4 separate regions of the Mus musculus genome follow, and regions 1, 3 and 4 are each linked to region 2. Evidence: chromatin contacts called from public HiChIP or PLAC-seq and promoter capture Hi-C data. All regions are on one chromosome and are shown on one strand. Each heading gives the region's core, a stretch centred on a gene start, on an enhancer-like site or on the middle of the called end of the contact. The rest is flanking DNA. Distances are from core to core; before and after follow the strand shown. Region 1 holds the start of Gulo (gulonolactone (L-) oxidase). Region 2 holds the start of Elp3 (elongator acetyltransferase complex subunit 3). Region 3 has its middle 27 kb from the start of Gm41178. Region 4 holds the start of Fbxo16 (F-box protein 16).

Region 1 (4,367 bases), core at 710-3,209, 420 kb before region 2:
TTGCTCCTTTGGATCTTAACAAGCATCTCAGTAATTATACAAAATGCTTTGTTGTCGAAGGACTGACAAGAAGAGCCCATGTTAATTTCCATCCCTTTATGGTGGCAACCCTTGGGTAAGAGAACTGAATTTCCTAAACCCCTAATTTCTATTATTTATTTATTTATTTATTTATTTATTTATTTTTAAAGATTTATTTATTTATGTGAGTACACTGTAGCTGTCTTCAGACACACCAGAAGAGGGCATCAGGTTTCGTTACGGATGGTTGTGAGCCACCATGTGGTTGCTGGGATTTGAACTCGGGACCTTTGGAAGAGCAGTCGGCGCTCTTAACCACTGAGCCATCTCTCCAGCCCCCTAATTTCTATTTAAAGAAAATCTTTCTTACCTCCTCCGAGGGTCATCGTCGGCCTCACATTTCAGTGCCGTGGTGACTCCCCTGCTGGCTTTACAACAGTCAGGGACAAAACAATCAAGGTTACAGTAAGAATGAAACTCAACCGGATTTATTGTAACCAGCACTGGACCAGGACTTCAAGAGTCTGGCCCAGGTCCTTCTCCTTTAGCCATATTTAAGCACCGCAGAATTACTGAGGGGAAGTGTTCAGATAACAATTAACTCAGCTCCGTGAAGGCCACAAAGCTTAAAACAGGTTTACATTGAAGCTCTTGGCTAAGTACCTATGGCTTCATCTGTAAGATGGTTTCTTGCTGAAACAATGTTCGAGATAATGGTCTAGGGATCTTGACTAAGGTAAACATAGCATCTGTGGGAGCTAAGGTTGGCCTGGCCCTAAGATCACACAGAAGTCACTTACACTGTTGTGAATGAAACGCAAGAGACATCAATCATAACATTTAGGAGGAAAGGGTCTGGAATAAGTAAAAGCAGTAAGCCTGGAAGATATGACAGAGTCTGCCTCATCAGACAGCAAAGAATCACCAGACTGTAAAACTACATCACTCCAGCCATTCCAGGAAGAGCAGCCATGCACCTCATACCATGGACCAGATTCACTGCCAGAAACTTTCCTGATTTCTCCACCCTGCTTATCTGTGTGCACAAGGCCTTTTTGTTTTCTACACCAGAGCTTATTTAGTTCTCATGGGTCCTTGGACTCCAGGGCACAGCCTCACCTTCACAGATAACCACCCTCTTTTGGAAGGTGGTCCCTACTCTGAGGTTTTGTTATTCTTAGAATCCATGGTAGCCAGGCGTGGTGGAACCTGCCTTAAATCCCAGCACTTGGGAGGCAGAGGCAGGCAGATCTGTGAGTTCAAGGCCAGCCTGGGCTAAGGTGTGAGTTCCAGGATAACAGGGCTACACAGAGCAACCCTGTCTGGAAAAAAACAAGCAAGCAAACAAACAAACATATCCAAAGTGACTCTATGGGAAATGACTTATTTCCATGCCTTCAGGGGAGGAGACACAAAATGAAGATAGCGGTGTCAGGCTCCCACCCTGCTTTTAGGTACCTTGTAGACCCAAGTGAAGAGTCTGGGTTTTTTGTTTTTGTTTTTGTTTTTTTTTTTTTTTTAACCAAAACAGCCTCCACCTGACTGCTTCAGTAGAATACCGGGTACTGATTCTGAATGGCACTAGACTATACTCAGCTGTCCCTTCCCACAATCACCAAACATAGTGGGGGGTGGGGGGCAGTGTTTGGATGGCTCAGTACAAGAGCTGCATGGGTACCTGGCTTTAAAGCGGCCAAAGTCAGACGCGTAGGCAGCTAGCCTAGGTCTGAGCCTGACAGTGGTGTTTGGCTCTGGACTCCCAAGGTTGGGCTCAGAGCTCCAGCAGTGGGTTTCAGGGGCACAGATGCTGCTGTTTAACCTACACCTCCCGAGCTTCCTTGGAGCTCGCAGACAGAGGGCAGGGGGCGGGACCCAGCTGCTGTTTACAGATTGCCTGGGTCTTGCAGGGGGAGGAGCCTGTTCAACACCGGTTTCCTGCCTTTCTTGGTACCTGTGGCTAAACTTCCAGTCCCGTTCTGCCTGAGGTAACCCAGAGCCGAGGTTGCCTGACCACTGCATCTGCTGCTGCCCAGGGCTTTGTTCAACTTCCTGTGGGAACGCTTCAAGTCAAGTCGTCTGACCCTGTTGATCGCTGGAATCATGGTAGGAATGATAGGGGGTCTGTGAGACCGCCAGTAGATACAGCCGGCTGTGTCCAGGCTGCATCTGTGAGCCAAGTGAGGGAAGGTAAAGTCAGACCAAGGCTGGGGCCATCAGAGGGGCCACTGGGGATCCCCCAAGTGAACTTGGGGAACGGTTGGGGTGTTAGAAGAGATATGAAAGTGGAAGGCTTGGGCTGACCTCTTAATGCCTTCACTGGGCTTCTGTGTGAACTTAGGGAAGACCCTGACTGCTCTGAGCCTTAATTTTGACAGCTAAAAGAAGACTAATGTCCTGTTTCGTGACATTATTGTAAGATCTAATAAGCCAGGACACACAGAAGACCCACCGTATCTGGCTGGCTATACAGTGGTGTGCAGAAAACATGATTCTGATTCCCAGGCTAGAGGCTAAGATGCTACCACCATGGAACACCTAAGGGATACCCCTTCCCTGCCAGGGAAGTCAGACCCCAGCCCTTGCCTCCAGCGCCTTCTCCTCCAGCCCTTTCTCAGACCGCCCTACTTATCTGCTGGGCCATCCATAATGCGCACCTGGAGCAGGAATTGACCCGAGTCCTGGCTTATCAGGATTTGTCCTTGTCTTTGATCCCATCTATCGCTTTGGCCTTCAGAATGGGCAGAATTCCCACCATTCTGACCTGGAGTGATCAAAGATAGCATTAGGATGCTGGGTGTGGGCTGCCAGCTTCTGAGCAGCCGGTGCTGTTTGATCTTCCTAGTGGCCCTTGACCTAAGAACCATAGTAGCCAAAGGGAGCTGGGGCTCTCTGTGCTGTGGCCATGTCCTCTCCTCTTTGTGTCTACGGGGTTTGGGGTTGGTGATGTGACATACAGAGAGGACAGTGACTGCTTGCCTACTGAGACCTGGCTTTCTTCCTGGTATAGGTCCATGGGTACAAAGGGGTCCAGTTCCAAAACTGGGCGAAGACCTATGGCTGCAGTCCAGAGATGTACTACCAGCCCACATCAGTGGGGGAGGTCAGAGAGGTAGGTGCCCATGAACACCACATGGGCTGCCCGGCCTGCAGCCACAACCCTCGCTCTGGAAGACGCTGGATGTGAGGCTTCCTGCTGGCCTGGTTGGGTAAAGGCAAGGCTCTTCTTCCTGCTTTCCCCAGCTCCAGGTCTGCTCCGCAGCCTGTTGTAATGTTCTATGCCCACTTCAAGCCTATACAGCAGTATACCAGGGGCAGCCATGTCTACACTCACCTCTCCAACCTGACCTCTGTAATAAACTCCATGCACACATACACACGTGTGCATATATTTGTGCGTGCTTGGGCACAGGCAGATGTGCTAGCATACATGCCTGTAGACCTATGCACGTGCACACCCATGTACACACCTAGGTGCATATGCATACATATACACATGCACAAACACCTATGCACAGGTACACATACAGTCTGGAATGCACAGATACCTGTGCAAATACAATTTAAGCACAAGCCTGTGCACACACATGAACATCTACATATATGCATGAATACTTTTTTTTTTTTTTTTTTTTTTTTTTTTTGGTTTTTTTTTGAGACAGGGTTTCTCTGTGTAGCCCTGGCTGTCCTGGAACTCACTTTGTAGACCAGGCTGGCCTTGAACTCAGAAATCTACCTGCCTCTGCCTCCCAAGTGCTGGGATTAAAGGCGTGCGCCACCACGCCCAGCTTACGCATGAATGCTTATGCACACATATAAACACACACACAGACACAGTCACACATCACATATGAGATGGTTTTCTGGGAAGAATCAGGGTTGTTGGGAAAGGCACCATGAGTGTAGGGACTGAGGACTGTACCCTACGAGACAAGAACGCAGCATCAGGGGTAGGTGAGAAGTGGCTTTGATGGAGCTGGGGCTATTAGGGGATAAGAGAGGGAACCAAAAGTGTGCTTCTGGCAGAGCTACCTTAGAAAACAGTTTCTGGGATGTGCTAGCAGCCTACATGACCTCCTGGTACTAACGGAGTAAGGTGTAGTGTTTCCATGGAGAACCAGCAGAATCCAGTGAAGATTAAAAAAAAAAAAAATAGGTGCGTGACCAAGCAGCTCAGGGATTGTGTCGTGACAGAATGTCTTGCTCAGCCTCTGTGGAAAATGCACTGTGCGGGGAGTAGGCAGTGCAGCCAGCATTCGTCAGTCAATTTTCAATTGCCAACGGATCGCTTTGTGATATGGCTCCTAAAATGTGTGTCTCGAGGCACCTGAATGAGGGTGCTTGACACA
Region 2 (4,508 bases), core at 439-2,938:
TCTCTACTTAAGAAAATGCCTTACACTCAGATTTTATGACTGTCTTTTCTCAATTGAGTTACCCTCCCTCCAGATAGCTCTCGTCTATGTGTCAAGTTGACATAAGACCAACCAGCACAGGGCCACAGAGGATTTCTGTCTTATGTGTTGATTCCGAGATACACATTCGACATCAAAATCTACCGAGATGTCAAATAGGGAAGAAGCGGAGGTTGAACTATAAATCTGAGAGTAGAAAGATGATATTTAAAGACCATGGAACTCCAGAATCGCTAGAAAGAGACAGGATCAATAAGACCATTATTAGCTTGAAGTGAGACAGAGATATCTATAAGAGACTGAAATAATAATAATGATTGAAAATTCTAGAGTGGGGGGCCCTTATCTAAAAAAATATTTTCAGGGAAGTTAGTTTTGTTGACAAGAGGGTGGTATTAAGATAATTTGGTACACTGAAAAATCTCAAAGTCTTGACCAGGACAGTTTCAGTGTAGTGGTGACAACCAAGTCAGAGCTACCTCAACTCTACTGGGTAATAAGAAACTTGAAACATCACACCTTCCATTCTTTATTAATATCAAGGATTCTTAATCTTTGGTCCATACACAAAGGAGGTCATGGAAGGGTTTCAAGAAAAAGTTATTCCAAGTCCCATCTCCAGATGTTGCAAAATTTTGTACATGGTGTCTCACCTAGTGTTTTCAAGATTGTCATCAAGAAAAATCAGAGACCCAGGAATCCTCTAGGCTGCAAAGCCTGAAAGATCAAACTGATACTTGCTTCTTGTTTGCTGTCTTTTAGGGAAATCAGAACTTAGCGTTATCACACTGAAGGTTTAATGTTCATGGTATGTGGGATTTCTATCCCATCTCTATGTGTGGTGTATCTGAGCTCCCAAGTCCCCACACAAGGGCTACTCACTTCCAAGATTCTTGAAATAGGCACTTAGACAAGCAACTAAGTGCAAGATAAAGGTCTGGTATCTGTCTTCATTTTGTGCCTGTCTCCTTTATTTTGGCTGAAGGTACAAAGATTAATCGTCCTAAACCTACAAGTCACCTTGAGTCCAGAGAAAACAAAGTCTCAAAGGCTAGACTCCTGCCTATATAAGGACTATTATTCGTCAGGGCTGCACCTTGGAGCACTGAATGATCTCACCTTGTAGGAGCTAAATGGATCTCCGGAAGGGATGCAGCGATAAAGACTTTGACCACCTTGAAAACCAGAACTGAGATAATGATCAACCAGACCACATCTTAACCCAGGACTGTTTAAACATACCTCTTGTCTCCTGCCCTCAATTCTTCCATAACTTAAAAAAAAAAAAAAAAAAAAAAAAAAAAAAGGTATGTCAACACCCCGGGTGTCAGTGGGAGGGCGAATCTGGTCTCCTTTATGTCAACATTGTTGGCTATACTAGCGACAAGTGGCCCAGCCCCTCTTGCAGAAGTTGTCAAAGGCCAGGCTTTTGCTTAAGGAACTCTGGTTACAATTCACTTTCGTCCCAGCTTCTTGGAGAAGCGTCTAAACTGTACTATCGTTACTTCCCAGATCCACCTTTCTGGTCCCCAGGAATTCTCCAATGCCCCACTAAATCACTGTGCACATCCCCTCCCAGTCTCAGAGAGCTGGGAGCTGCCACCTAGACAGGGCGGGGCTCCGCGCTCCGCCTTCTGGGAAGAGCTTTATGGTACAGTCGCTGTGTTTTCACGACAGTCCCGGGCGGCTTTACGGCTGCTAAGTTTCTCCGCCTTCTAAACCGCGGTAACGTGGTGGCATATTGCTACGCCAGCGCAGAGATGAGGCAAAAGAGGAAAGGTGCAAAATACGTGGGACAAGGGCGCAAGGGAGGAAGTGGATTCTCTGAGATCACAGGTTGAAGCTCAATTTTCCATGGGAATTACTGCTTGGTCTGGGCCCGCGGGACCCCGGTTGGCGGGCCTCCCTTCCTATCTGTCCTTTGTAAAACAGCCCCCTTCTCTCTTCCCCTTTGGAAGAGACTACTTGTTGTTTTTTGTGTAGATGGGTAAACGGTACTGCTATTCCAAGATAACTTTCAGAGGAGATAGGTGTTGAGTTGCAGGTTAATTTGCGGTAATTTACTGGACGTGTTTATTTAAGGTGTTTTTGTTTTTTGTTTTTGTTTTTTAAATCTTAAAGTAGGAAAGGCCTCCTTAAGGTAGAGATTGTGCAGTTTGTGCAATAGCTTTACGTGACTTACTTGCATTTATTTTACCTCCGGAGTAGTCTGGAGTAACTGTGCAGTTTTTGGTTTTTTTTTCAACAGGATGAAGTCATTTTTTTTTAAATCTTTTTTTTTTTTTTGCAATAGATTCCATTCTTAACTCTGTACTGCCCTTGAAGAGTTGGTCTGATAATATTACTGTTGGATGTCACAATAATAGCTGGGTATTGAGCCTTTCCCAGTCATTTTGAAGACGTGTTGTCATTTCATGCTCGAAAAAGCTGAGGTTTGGTTAACTTTTCCAGTCAAAGTTTATACTTAGTGTGAGGAGCTGCCTGTGACATCGGAAGCATCAAATGAAAAGTCAGTGCGGTATTGGTCACCGCTCTTGGCACTAACTGGAACTGCCCTTCTAGACATGTTCTATATACTTGTCACATCAAACACAACATGCACTAGATCCGTTTGATCTTACTTTACTGTAACGTGTTTATTCCTAGGCTGGCAATCAGCAAGCCCCAGCCAGCCCGTCTCCCTTGCCCACTCCTCCATGGTCCCCACGTTACGGGCATGAATGTGGCCTAGCTTCGAACATGGGAGCAGGGATTCAAACTGAAGTTTTCATGTGTGTAGATCTGGCTTTTGTTTATCATCTACATTGATTGTATCTTTCTTTTTTTAGCTTTCTGACATATTTGTTATATTGGTAATCTCTCTTTTAAAAAAACTACTTTTTTTTTCTTAAGTTACAGAGTTGAGAATGTATAATTTTTTTCTGTTACGTTTAATGCCTTTGCCTAGTGGCCAGTGTACTGTCTACTTACTGAACCCTGCTCAGGCAACCTGTGGTCAAGTTAGATAGATCTCCTTTCACCAGAATAGGTAGTTCTTATGCCTAGCCTTGTTCCTTCTTGTTGTTCCTTGGTTTACACCCTGACCTTTCTTTAATGATGCTAATTCTCTTTCCTCCATGAAATACTTCTTACTGGTTTGCCCAAGTAGTATTCAGATCTTTTATTTTTGTTAGCCCAGCCTCTTACTCTCTAGATGAAGTCTTATGCAGAAGTTTTTAATGTAGAAAGAAGAAAACAGAGTTGCAGTGGTCTTAATACATATGCATGTGTATGCGCACACACGCATGCATGCACACACACACACACTCACCCAAATAGATGGAGATGTATAGATATGCAAGTTGACAGGGTGATATCTCATCTTCTGTGCTCATCCCGTACCCCAAGTCCACCTCTGTTACATAGCCTCTGAGGCACCTTTGTAGAACTGAGAATGCTGGGAAATCACTAGTCTTTGGCTATCCATAGACTTCTCTCTCATTGTTTGATATGTATTAGCTTTGCCTCATTAAGTTGGTGGAGTACACAGTGCACAATATGGTAAAAAGACCTGAACCTGAGATCTAACCCTGCCCTTTACAATGACATCTGAACTTGCTTTGATCCAGTTTTACATGTATAAAATAGGACGACAATACCAACTTTACAGTGTCATTGTGAGTTTCAAATGGGTGACTTCCATGGTGTTCTTATCCACACTCCTATGATGACTTCTTTCTTTTTCACACCAGCAGGCAGGAGGCGTGTTTGCTGCCATCACCCAAGCTAACACAGCGCACCACTGTTGTCAGCTGGTAAAAGATGGGCTCTCCTGACCCTTGACAAAAAGAGCTGAGATTTTTCTGGCTTGGATGGGTTGCTTATGCTTGGATGAGTCATTTGTGATTGACAGTAGGATGATGTGGCAATCGTGCCAGCATCTCCTGTGTCTGTGGATGAGAGAGCAGGCTGCCAAGACAGGATCATGCAGGTCAGCAGACAGTAGCTTAGAAATGCAGCTAGACCCTTAGATAGGCCAGGCCAGCTAGTACGTACTGTAATCTCAACACTCAAGAGGCTCCTGACTGACACACTTAAAATTTCGTTGCATGTACAAATAAATAATTGTTAAAGAGACTGAATGATGAGACTCTGTGGTTGAAATGTTCTCTGCAGGGGACCTCAGCCCGGCTGAGCTGATGATGCTGACTATAGGAGACGTTATCAAGCAGCTGGTTGAAGCTCATGAGCAGGGGAAAGACGTCGATCTAAATAAGTAAGTGGATCTATAGAAGGGCAGTCTTGCTGTCGTGTCCTTAAGTAAGGGTTGATCTGTCTGTCTGACACAGGGTCTCATTTTGTATCCCAAGCTGGCCTCAAATTCAAGACATTCCTCTTGCCTAAGTTTCCCAAGCCCTGGAATTCCTGGCATGCCCCGCTGTGCCTGGCAGTAGAGCCAGGCTGTTCTGCAAACTGACCTAAAGCTACCT
Region 3 (4,348 bases), core at 754-3,253, 270 kb after region 2:
CTCATCAGGAACGAATTACAGGAAACACATGCCAAATGAACACCAGAACCAAGTATCCAGGGCTTCACCAACTCATCCCTACCTCCACTCCCCCTGACTTCAGAGTTATTCAATCCCTGTTCGTGTTTGCTGATGGCAGGGGGTTGTTTGCGTTTGCTGGGATACAGGCTTACTATGTAGCCCTTGCTGGTCTGGAACTCTTTATATAGACCATGCTGGACTTATTAAAAATATAAATGCTGGGCTGGAGAGATGGCTCAGTGGTTAAGAGCACTGACTGCTCTTCCAGAGGTCTTGAGTTCAATTCCCAGCAACCATATGGTGGCTCACAACCATCTGTAATGGGATCCTATGTCTTCTTCTGGTGTGATTGAAGATGGAGCACTCATATACATAAATTAATTAAACTTTAAAAAAAAATCCTAGCACTAAAAAAGTAATTTAAGTGAAACAAAAGACTTGAAGTGAATTAATGAGCGTTTCTCGAAGGTGTACACGTACACCCAGAACTCTGAAAAAGCTGGTGAACCGTGCTCAAAGCAAATGAGTGACAAACTTTGGAAGACCCAGGAGATCAGGACGGGAGCTGCTGTCTAGACTTAGAAAAGAGGGGAAGTAGCGCCCTCTAGCGTCCATTCTCTGCTGGAGCCCGGGACTAACGAAGCCAGCTGAGAAATGCGAATTTCTTAACATTCTGATGACAGCATTACTGTCAAACACCAGTCATGTGCCTGCTTAATAAAAGAAATATGGAAACATGTGGAGAATCTGGGATCCTGTGAAGAATTCCATCCTAGAGGGTGGGTAGTTGAGATTTATGACTACAACTGAAGATGGACAGAGAGAAATGGGAGGAAGACCACAAACAGAAGAATCAAAACTGGAAAGGACAGACATCAAAATTCACGTGGGAATGGAAACGTGTGTGGTTTAAACATTTGAGACGACACTGGGCTTTATCTGAAGGCTCCAGTTTCATCTTTTTTTTTTTTTTTTATGTCTCTTTAAGAGATTCTGGGCATAGCGTGGTGGCGCACACCTTTAATCCCAACACTTGGGAGGCAGAGACAGGCGAATTTCTGAGTTCGAGGCCAGCCTGGTCTACAAAGTGAGTTCCAGGACAGCCAGTGCTATACAGAGAAACCCTGTCTCGAAAAACAAAAAAAAAACAAAAACAAAAACAAAACAAACCAAAAAAAACCAAAAAACACAAAACCCAACAACAACAAAAGAATTAGAAAAGAGAAAAAAGAAAAAAAGAAAAAATTTAAAATATAAAAAAGAAAAGGAAGAAATTATCTGATAATCCGAAATTTATTTATTTATTTGTTTGTTTTGAGACGGTCTCACTAAGTAACTCTGACTGTCCTAGAATTCACTATGTAGGCCAGGCTGGTAGAGATCTCATGCTGGGACTAAAGGTGTATGCCACTATGCCCAGCTAATTCCAGTTCTTGACAGCAGTCTTCAGCCGCTCTCTGAAAGCCCATGGGAACACCAGATCTAATCCTTCCCACTCCCTGCCACCTTCTCTGCCCTCTAGGCTGTGGGGAGAAATGGGAGGATTTCCAGGCCAAATACTGAATGAGGAGGCCGTGTCCACTCAGGAAGAGTGGCTATGGAGCAACTGTGAGGTGGGAAGAGGTGTTCTTTGGAGTCAAACTCTCAGTCATGACCCAGGCCTGCTGTTAGACAGTCATTGCTTGGGCTTGCTACTCCATCCTAAATTCCGCAACGGTAAGATAAAGGTGCCAGGTCCTCCCTCTGCCCCTCCTTCCTTTCTCCCCCCCCCCCCCCCACTAAGGGTCTTGTGGAAACCAAACCAGAGTAGGCAAGGGCTTCTGAAACCTACAGTTTAACACAGCCTCTCTCTCTCTCTCCTCCTCCTCACCCTCCAGAGGAGCCTCCTGACTACCCCGCAGTTCTCACCCCCTCCCCTTGTCCCTGGGACGTCCAATACACTTGCACACCCAGCAAGATCACCGTCAAACCAACAGCAGCTGCAGGGGAAGGAACGGTTTGTTTGCATTCCAGGGCAGGGTGGTGTGGGAAGGCCTTTCTGAACCACCCTCATTACTTCCCCATTGTTTTCCAAGTGCTGATGCCAGGCACCCGAGAGTCTCTCTCGCCAACCTTCTCTGTATCTCCAAGTCCTGCTGTCGCTTTGAGTCTATATCCTTCTAGCTCCCCGGTCTCGCTCCACCTCTCTGGAGACTCTGTGATGGGCGGTTCTTTGCACATCCCCTCTTTCCAGTTACCCAGGCACCAGAGCCCTCTAAATGCAAGTCTCCTCAGATCGCTTTCCTATCTCACAGTCCCGGATCAACTGTTCAGTACCTAGGGCGAAGCCTTGACTTCCTGGCAGGGCTCAGATTCCTGTTCGGGCTCTTGACTGACTTTCCGGCTCTCTCCCCAACCTCATGGCAGCTCAGACGGGTTTCTATAGAAACCATCAGCTCTCGTGGGCCATCCAAGTCTCCAGAACAACTCATGGCGACTGAGGGGCTTCCTGGAGATGCTCCTTGTTTTCAGCCTTCTCTTCTTTCCTCTTTCCTCTTTCCCTTCCTCTCTTCTTCCTCATCTTCCCCTCCCCCCTTTCCTCCATCTCCTCCTTATGCTCGCTCCGTCTTTCTATCACCCTCCATCCCTCTCCTTCCTCCCCCTTTTCTTTTCTTTTCTTTTCTTTCCTTTCCTTTCCTTTCCTTTCCCTTTCTTTCCCTTTCTTTTCTTTTCTTTTCTTTTCTTTTCTTTTCTTTTCTTTTCTTTTCTCTTCTCTTCTCTTTTCTTTCTTTCTTTCTTTTTTTTTTTTTTTGGTTTTTTGAGACAGGGTTTCTCTGTGTAGCCCTGGCTGTCCTGGAACTCATTCTGTAGACCAGGCTGGCCTCGAACTCAGAAATCTGCCTGCCTCTGCCTCCCAAGTGCTGGGACTAAAGGCGTGTGCCACCACGCCCAGCTCCCCCTTTTCTTCTTACCCTTCTCCTCCCCTCGGCTTTGGCCTTGCTGAGGATTATATCCAGGGCCTTGCACTTGCTTGCACGGAGCTAGCGACCCAAGCCCCTGAAGCCAAGTCAGTCCTGGGCACACCAGGATAACTGACTCTCTGGCTTCTCCCCGGGTCTCTGGCTATTTCACTGGGTCGTTTCTCTCTCTCTCCCCCTTGTACATCCCACACCACCTTCATGGACTCATCCTAGGCTTTCTGCTGGAACAGCCATCCCCATCTGTAGCTCCTCCCAGACTGCTTCGTCAGTCCTCTCTTTCAGCTCTGCTCGAGGTACCCTGTTCAAGCCCATGTGTTGCAACAGCTGCCCTCTCCTCTCCTCAGCTTCTCAGGTTCCTTAAAAGCAAGAAAAGGTTTATTTCTCACAACCAACCAGTTAGGTCCTCTGTATCTGCAGGTTCTGTGTTCTTGGGCTCTAACACACACACACACAGACACACACAGACACACACAGACACACACAGACACACACAGACACACACAGACACACACACACACACACACAGAGCTAGGAAAAGTTATCACAATATTGCTGATATACATCCACCACGCAGCAGCCAGGCCTGCCATGTACTGTCAGTACTGTCCCATCTTGTCATAGTACAAAAGACACAGTTTAACAACTACTCACATTGTTTTAGGAATTGCAAGTCACCTAGAAATGATTTAAAGTCTGTGGGAAAGGGTGGGGTCATAGCTCCCCTGTGCAGCTTGTACATAGACCTTGAGTTCAATCCCCAGCACCAAAAGAAATAAAAATGAATAACTGGGAGGGGCTAGGCATATTACAATGTTGCTAGAGTGCCTATCCAGTACCCACAATGCCTGGGGTTTGTTTCCCAGTGTCTCATACATTGAGTGTGGTAGTCTTATACACACCAGTAATTTCAACATCAAGAGGTGGAGACAGTTTAAGATCATCTTCAGATACATACTAAGGTCAAGGTCAGCCTGGGGTACTTGCAACCCTCTCAAATACAAGTAGATCAACAGAAATAAATGGGAGGCTGGTGGGGAAAGTGTATGAAAAACAATATGTATTCGCACAAACAAAGTCCATTTTGGTGTCTGTGGGTGTCCTTCCAGAACCTTGCAACCCTGCAGCGTCTGTGTTGCCTTTGTTTCAAATTGAACAACTGTCCAGTTGACTAAAGAAACAGAAGTGACACTATGAACCTCTTATGACTAGAACTTCAAAGGTGACTCAGGCCCCACCAGACTTCAGAACCCTAGGCTTCAAGAAGGGAACAAAGGCTCTGCCTGCAGCCTTCACAGAGCCCTAATGGATGGCTCACACCACAGTGCCAGCCGTGTCCCTCCTCGAGTGTAACTACTTATGACATGATC
Region 4 (4,574 bases), core at 649-3,148, 330 kb after region 2:
AATGAAGCTAAAGTAGCTTTTCTCAAAGATACCCTAAGGGTCTGCCCAGGCTGTTTTCTTCCTCCTGGTTCCTTGGGACTGAAAACCACTTTAGATTAGGCTTTCTTCAAAGCAGCAGCGGTAGTTTCCAGGAGGTGGGGTTAGCCAGGAGGCACTACTCTTGGTGACAGTCATGGAGAGGGCATGCCAGTGGGGACGTCTTATCTATCTTTTGTAATTCTCCTTTTCTGATTCTTCCCTCCTCCCTCAATCCCAGAAGATGAACAGTGTACATAGTTTGTATGCATACACAAGTTCACAAATAAACTACTGGCTACTATTCAAAACACAGAAGTTTTCACATAACACATACAATAAATAATTGCATCCTGTCTACCAAGACAGCAAAGATTGTCTCATCCTTGTCCACAGGTACAAGTTGCAGGTACTTATGACTCCCTTTCCTTTTAATGGCTGCCTGTCATTGTGTTTCATGTAACTTGGGATAAAACTGTAGAAAGAAGGCCCAGGGTTCTCACCCCCTACATATGGCTCCAAGCTAAAGCCCAACACCCAAGCAGAGGTCCCAGTTGTCACATGCTTCCGGTCTGACCTAAATCTTCTGAGCCATTGTCCACACCATCCCCATTACACAATAATTTTCCTAAGGATCTATCCCAGGCAGGCCTCAAACCTGCTCCTGAAGTCATGGATGACCTTAAACTTCGGATCCTTTTGCCTGCATCTCTCAAGTTCTAGATTGCAGTGTTCGCCACACGCCTGATTTATGCAGAGTTGGGTTCTGGCTTCATGCATGCTGGACAAGCATTCTACCAAGTATTCGATACTCCAAGCCCTAAGTTTCGTTTTGTTCTGTCTCGATTTTGTTTTTGTTTTGAGATAGAGTCTGCCTCATACCCCTGGTCGGCCTGGAACTTGCTATGTAGACCAGGTTGGCTTTAAAGTAACAAAGATCCACCTGCCTCTTGCAGGGTCTGTGCTGCCAAACCGTCTCATCTCACTAATGACTGGAATTCCAATTCCTCAACTCGAAGTCTGGGTCAACTCAATGTAACTATTTCAACCTAGTGCCCCCTTTTCCTGTACTCTGTCCAAATCCACTGACAGCCTGACCACTGTAAGGACAGTGGCATGAGGCCCTGATGCTTTGGGGCTCGTGTATTCTGTCACTGCTCATTTAAACTCCAGTCACAGTATCACAGCCGTACATAGTAGATGCTCAATAAATGTTATTCAATGGAAGGGGGAAAATGTCCTGGAAGAGCATGGGGAGGGGGAGTTTGAGAATTAAACCTTGTGGGACTGCACACTGAAACTCAGAATATGCTGACCCTGGCACAGAGGAAATACTCAAGGTTGTCAAGAGTTTTATTCGGAGGTTACAACGAAGACTAGGATTGAGTTTCTCTGCTAACACACAATTCTCCCACAGTACACTGTAAAATCACCAGACAAAGGGGATCTCGCACAGTATCAGAAATAGAGGGCGGGTAGGTTTAAATAGGAATTCACCCTATATTCAAATAGTTAAAACCGAAATAAGCACTGTAATGCATGGTTCTCAAAGCTACTGCTTGACCTGCACTGTAATTGTTGGTTGTTAATTGCAGAGGTGTGAAGCAGCCATTGAAACCGCAGCGCACTTTAATCCCCAGGAGCCCCAGCAAGCTTTTGGGAAGCTGGGGAGCTCTCTCAGAATCTCCGTGTTTTTCCTGCTCTACCCACTGCTCACCTCAGCAGCTGGCTTCCTTCTTCAAGCCTCTGGTTCTGGGGTTGCTATCGTTGCACTAGGGCAGCTTTCTTTGACTCCTTTCAGCCCCCACCTTACTGCTTCCAGCAGGCCAATCGCCATCTATAAATCCTGTCGCTGGCATCCGGGGTCTCTTAGGCAACAATGTGTGGACTCTTGATTGGCCAGGGTATCCAAGGAAGGCTGGCTCCAAAATTGGGCACAGAGATAAAAGGAGAAAGTGTGGCAGTCGGGTGAGTGGGAGGAGCTGTAACATCTTGATAAAATTCTTGGAGGAAGCTGTATCCAATCCTGAAACCAGCAGCCTTGAAAAACCTCCCTTCAAGACTTGCTGCGTTTGTGTTCCAAAACAGACCGAGCATGCTCAGTTGTGTTGCTCTGGTCACTCGGGAGCTCCGAAACGCAAACTCCATTATGCCAGGTTTTAAGACTGCCCAGACGGAGGAAATAACAATTGGCTACGGGTCAGATGGGAAAAAAAGCACCTGCAGAGGGGAGGGGAGGTCGTGGGGGAACTGCCCCAAGCCAAGTGACAGATACGCCAGGGAACCAGCAGATGGCACGCCCTTATAAGAATAACTGTATTTAGGTTTTAAGATCCAGTCACATTTAATTAGCTAAATGTATTGAGCACCCAACTTGTAGTGAGAACCACAGAATTCAAGGATTAAAAAAAAAGAAGAAAGAAAAAAGAAAGAGAGAAAGAGAGAAGGAAGGAAGGAAGGAAGGAAGGAAGGAAGGAAGGAAGGAAGGAAGGAAAGGAAGGAAGGAAGGAAGAAAGAAAGAAAGAAAGAAAGAAAGAAAGAAAGAAAGAAAGAAAGAAAGAAGGAAGGAAGGAAGAAATCTGAAGGCGGGAATGGTAGCTCAATCCTGCAATCCTAGCACTACGGAGGTGGAAGCAAGAGGGTCAGGGTTCCTAGGAAAGTTTTGGCTACAAAGGGAGTTGGAGACTAGCCAGAACTCCAAAACCCTGTCTAAAACATAAGAGAAATCTAATGAGAGAAACTCAACAGTGTAATGTGCAAATAACCAACGGATCTAGTAGCTGTGATAACAAGTCCTGAAGAATTCCGAGAAGTTGGAAATCCCATGCCTGTGTAAACAGTGCAAAACAATTTTGATAAGCAGCAGCAAACCAAAACTTAACCCCAGTACCTAAAAAGAATACAACTTCCCAAACTACCTTTGCGTACTAAAACAACGGACACCTCCAACTTAAGCAGTCCTACAGATCCTACGTGTTTCATCATTTTTAAAAATAGTATAGTTTTAAATTTAGGTTTATTTACATGTGTGTATCTATGTCTGAGTGTTAGCCTGTGTCTGCCATGTGTAGAGGTCAGAAAACAACTTTCAGGAGCCGAGTCTCTGCATCACGTAAGTCCAGGGCTTGAACTCATGTAATAAGGCTTGCCACCAAATGCCTTTACCTACGAGCCATTTTGCCAGCCTTCCCTTTCATTTATTTATTTTTTTTAAATAGGCAGAATTTGCATATCTACCATTTAAATGAAAAGGGGACAGTGCATCTCGTGGAGGTTGGCGCTTTCCCTAAGTTAACAGTGGATCAGTAAGTGGCAAAGCTGAAACGAGAACCTAGGTTGTCTGGATTCCAACTTAGTGGTTTTTCCAAATGACCAGCTTGTATGTAAATGAATAGACAAAGCCTTTGGGGATGTGAGGGGGTGGCCTGGGGGAGGCAGGTAAAGATGTCATACTAAATTACCATGCATTACCAGTTAACATTTATGGTTTCAAAAAACGGGTTCATCCAGAAAGGCACCAGTTTTAACAATGCCTAGGTGGCTGAGTCTCTCTGTGAAGTTCCCCCTTGTTAAAGACTTTCTATTAGTGGTTACAACATGGAAGGAAAGGGAGATGGGACCTAGAAAGCATCTGGAGTTATCCCCATGGGATTTGAATGTTTCCATTCCTCATAGAGGATCCCCTCTTCTCTGCTCTTAACAGTACCTTCTGGGTCTCCTCATGTCCCACAGTTCCTCCAACTGACTGCTCCCCTAAAGGGGAATGAGTCACCCCGTTCCCACTGTGTTCCTTGTGAGTCACCCCATTCCCACTGTGTTCCTAAGGAACATGCACACATAGCCCAGTGTCTTGTGATACTTTGACATTACTTCTGTGTGGAACATATCACACATAAAGAAAAGCTTAGAGATTTTATAACAAACACTTGTATCTCCACAAAGATGTTTCCACCAATATGCGTGCTCTTCTCTCTCTTTCTCTCTCTCCCTCTCTCTCTCCTTCCCTCTCTCTCCCTCTCTGTGTGTTTACCAGACATGCATGTAGTAGCCCTTTCCGCACACAGATCCCATTGTCCTTGCTATGTCTAGAAAACAATTTGTGCACCGCCTTCTTGTTCCTTTTTGGACAGTTTCATTATATATATGTTCACTCTTTGTTTTGTTTGTTTGTTTGTTTTTGTTTTTCGAGACAGGGTTTCTCTGTGTAGCCCTGGCTGTCCTGGAACTCACTCTGTAGACCAGGCTGGCCTTGAACTCAGAAATCCACCTGCCTCTGCCTCCCAAGTGCTAGGATTAAAGGCATGCACCACCACTGCCCGGCATATATGTTCACTCTTACAAGTGATTTATTCTTGACAGTTTTTAAAGATGTACTACCACTTATATATAGCAGTTTCCTTTTCTGCTAAGTATTGTATTTATTTATGGGACCTGACGATGTTGATATATTTGTAATTGTGTCTGTGTCATCCCCATCTGCTGATGTGAGCAGTGGCGTGGCCTGTGTCTGTTTTTATAGCGTACTGTGTACACTGAGTAAGAAGGCTCCTGCAAGCACA

The links. Promoter capture Hi-C pulls out the DNA fragments that hold promoters and counts their contacts. HiChIP or PLAC-seq counts read pairs in DNA pulled down with a chosen protein or histone mark.
Region 1: an H3K27ac HiChIP or PLAC-seq map of embryonic stem cells shows a contact between it and region 2, with 2.9 times the contacts expected there. The contact joins the promoter of Gulo here to the promoter of Elp3 in region 2. A contact is called at or near these places in 3 of 39 promoter capture datasets (hippocampal neurons, maxillary cranial neural crest and stem cell-derived epiblast-like cells), 1 of 115 datasets of contacts at active chromatin or transcription factors (embryonic stem cells) and 1 of 9 other capture datasets (pancreatic islet).
Region 3: a contact with region 2 is called in an H3K27ac HiChIP or PLAC-seq map of embryonic stem cells, with 4 times the contacts expected there. The contact joins the enhancer-like site here to the promoter of Elp3 in region 2. A contact is called at or near these places in 7 of 39 promoter capture datasets (the HPC-7 cell line, embryonic stem cells, hippocampal neurons and 4 more), 1 of 15 datasets of contacts at CTCF or cohesin (embryonic stem cells), 20 of 484 Hi-C or Micro-C datasets (B cells, CD4 T cells, CD8 T cells and 14 more), 13 of 115 datasets of contacts at active chromatin or transcription factors (the 230-238 cell line, the SCID.adh cell line, Th17 cells and 7 more) and 2 of 9 other capture datasets (embryonic stem cells and liver).
Region 4: a contact with region 2 is called in a promoter capture Hi-C map of neural stem cells. The contact joins the promoter of Fbxo16 here to the promoter of Elp3 in region 2. A contact is called at or near these places in 3 of 39 promoter capture datasets (hippocampal neurons, neural stem cells and second pharyngeal arch cranial neural crest), 1 of 115 datasets of contacts at active chromatin or transcription factors (embryonic stem cells) and 2 of 9 other capture datasets (adipose tissue and liver).

The regions. Positions count from the first base shown.
Region 1 is chr14:66,006,802-66,011,168 of GRCm38.p6, reverse strand. Gulo (gulonolactone (L-) oxidase) reads left to right here and starts at 1,959. Exons shown (of 12, transcript NM_178747.3): 1 at 1,959-2,124; 2 at 3,029-3,130. The coding sequence starts at 2,122.
Region 2 is chr14:65,590,292-65,594,799 of GRCm38.p6, reverse strand. It overlaps Elp3 (elongator acetyltransferase complex subunit 3), which reads left to right and starts at 1,688. Exons shown (of 15, transcript NM_001253812.1): 1 at 1,688-1,875; 2 at 4,195-4,294. The coding sequence starts at 1,800. It also overlaps a transcript of Nuggc not described here.
Region 3 is chr14:65,324,421-65,328,768 of GRCm38.p6, reverse strand. No RefSeq gene overlaps it. Among named protein-coding and RNA genes, the nearest start is that of Gm41178, 27 kb to the right of the region's middle. Within about 2 kb of position 2,003, at least 38 of the 459 cell types and tissues checked have an H3K27ac peak or open chromatin away from gene starts, as enhancers often do. A contact at or near this core is called in differentiating embryonic stem cells and embryonic stem cells, where this site is marked.
Region 4 is chr14:65,263,942-65,268,515 of GRCm38.p6, reverse strand. It overlaps Fbxo16 (F-box protein 16), which reads right to left and starts at 1,898. Exons shown (of 8, transcript NM_015795.2): 1 at 1,733-1,898.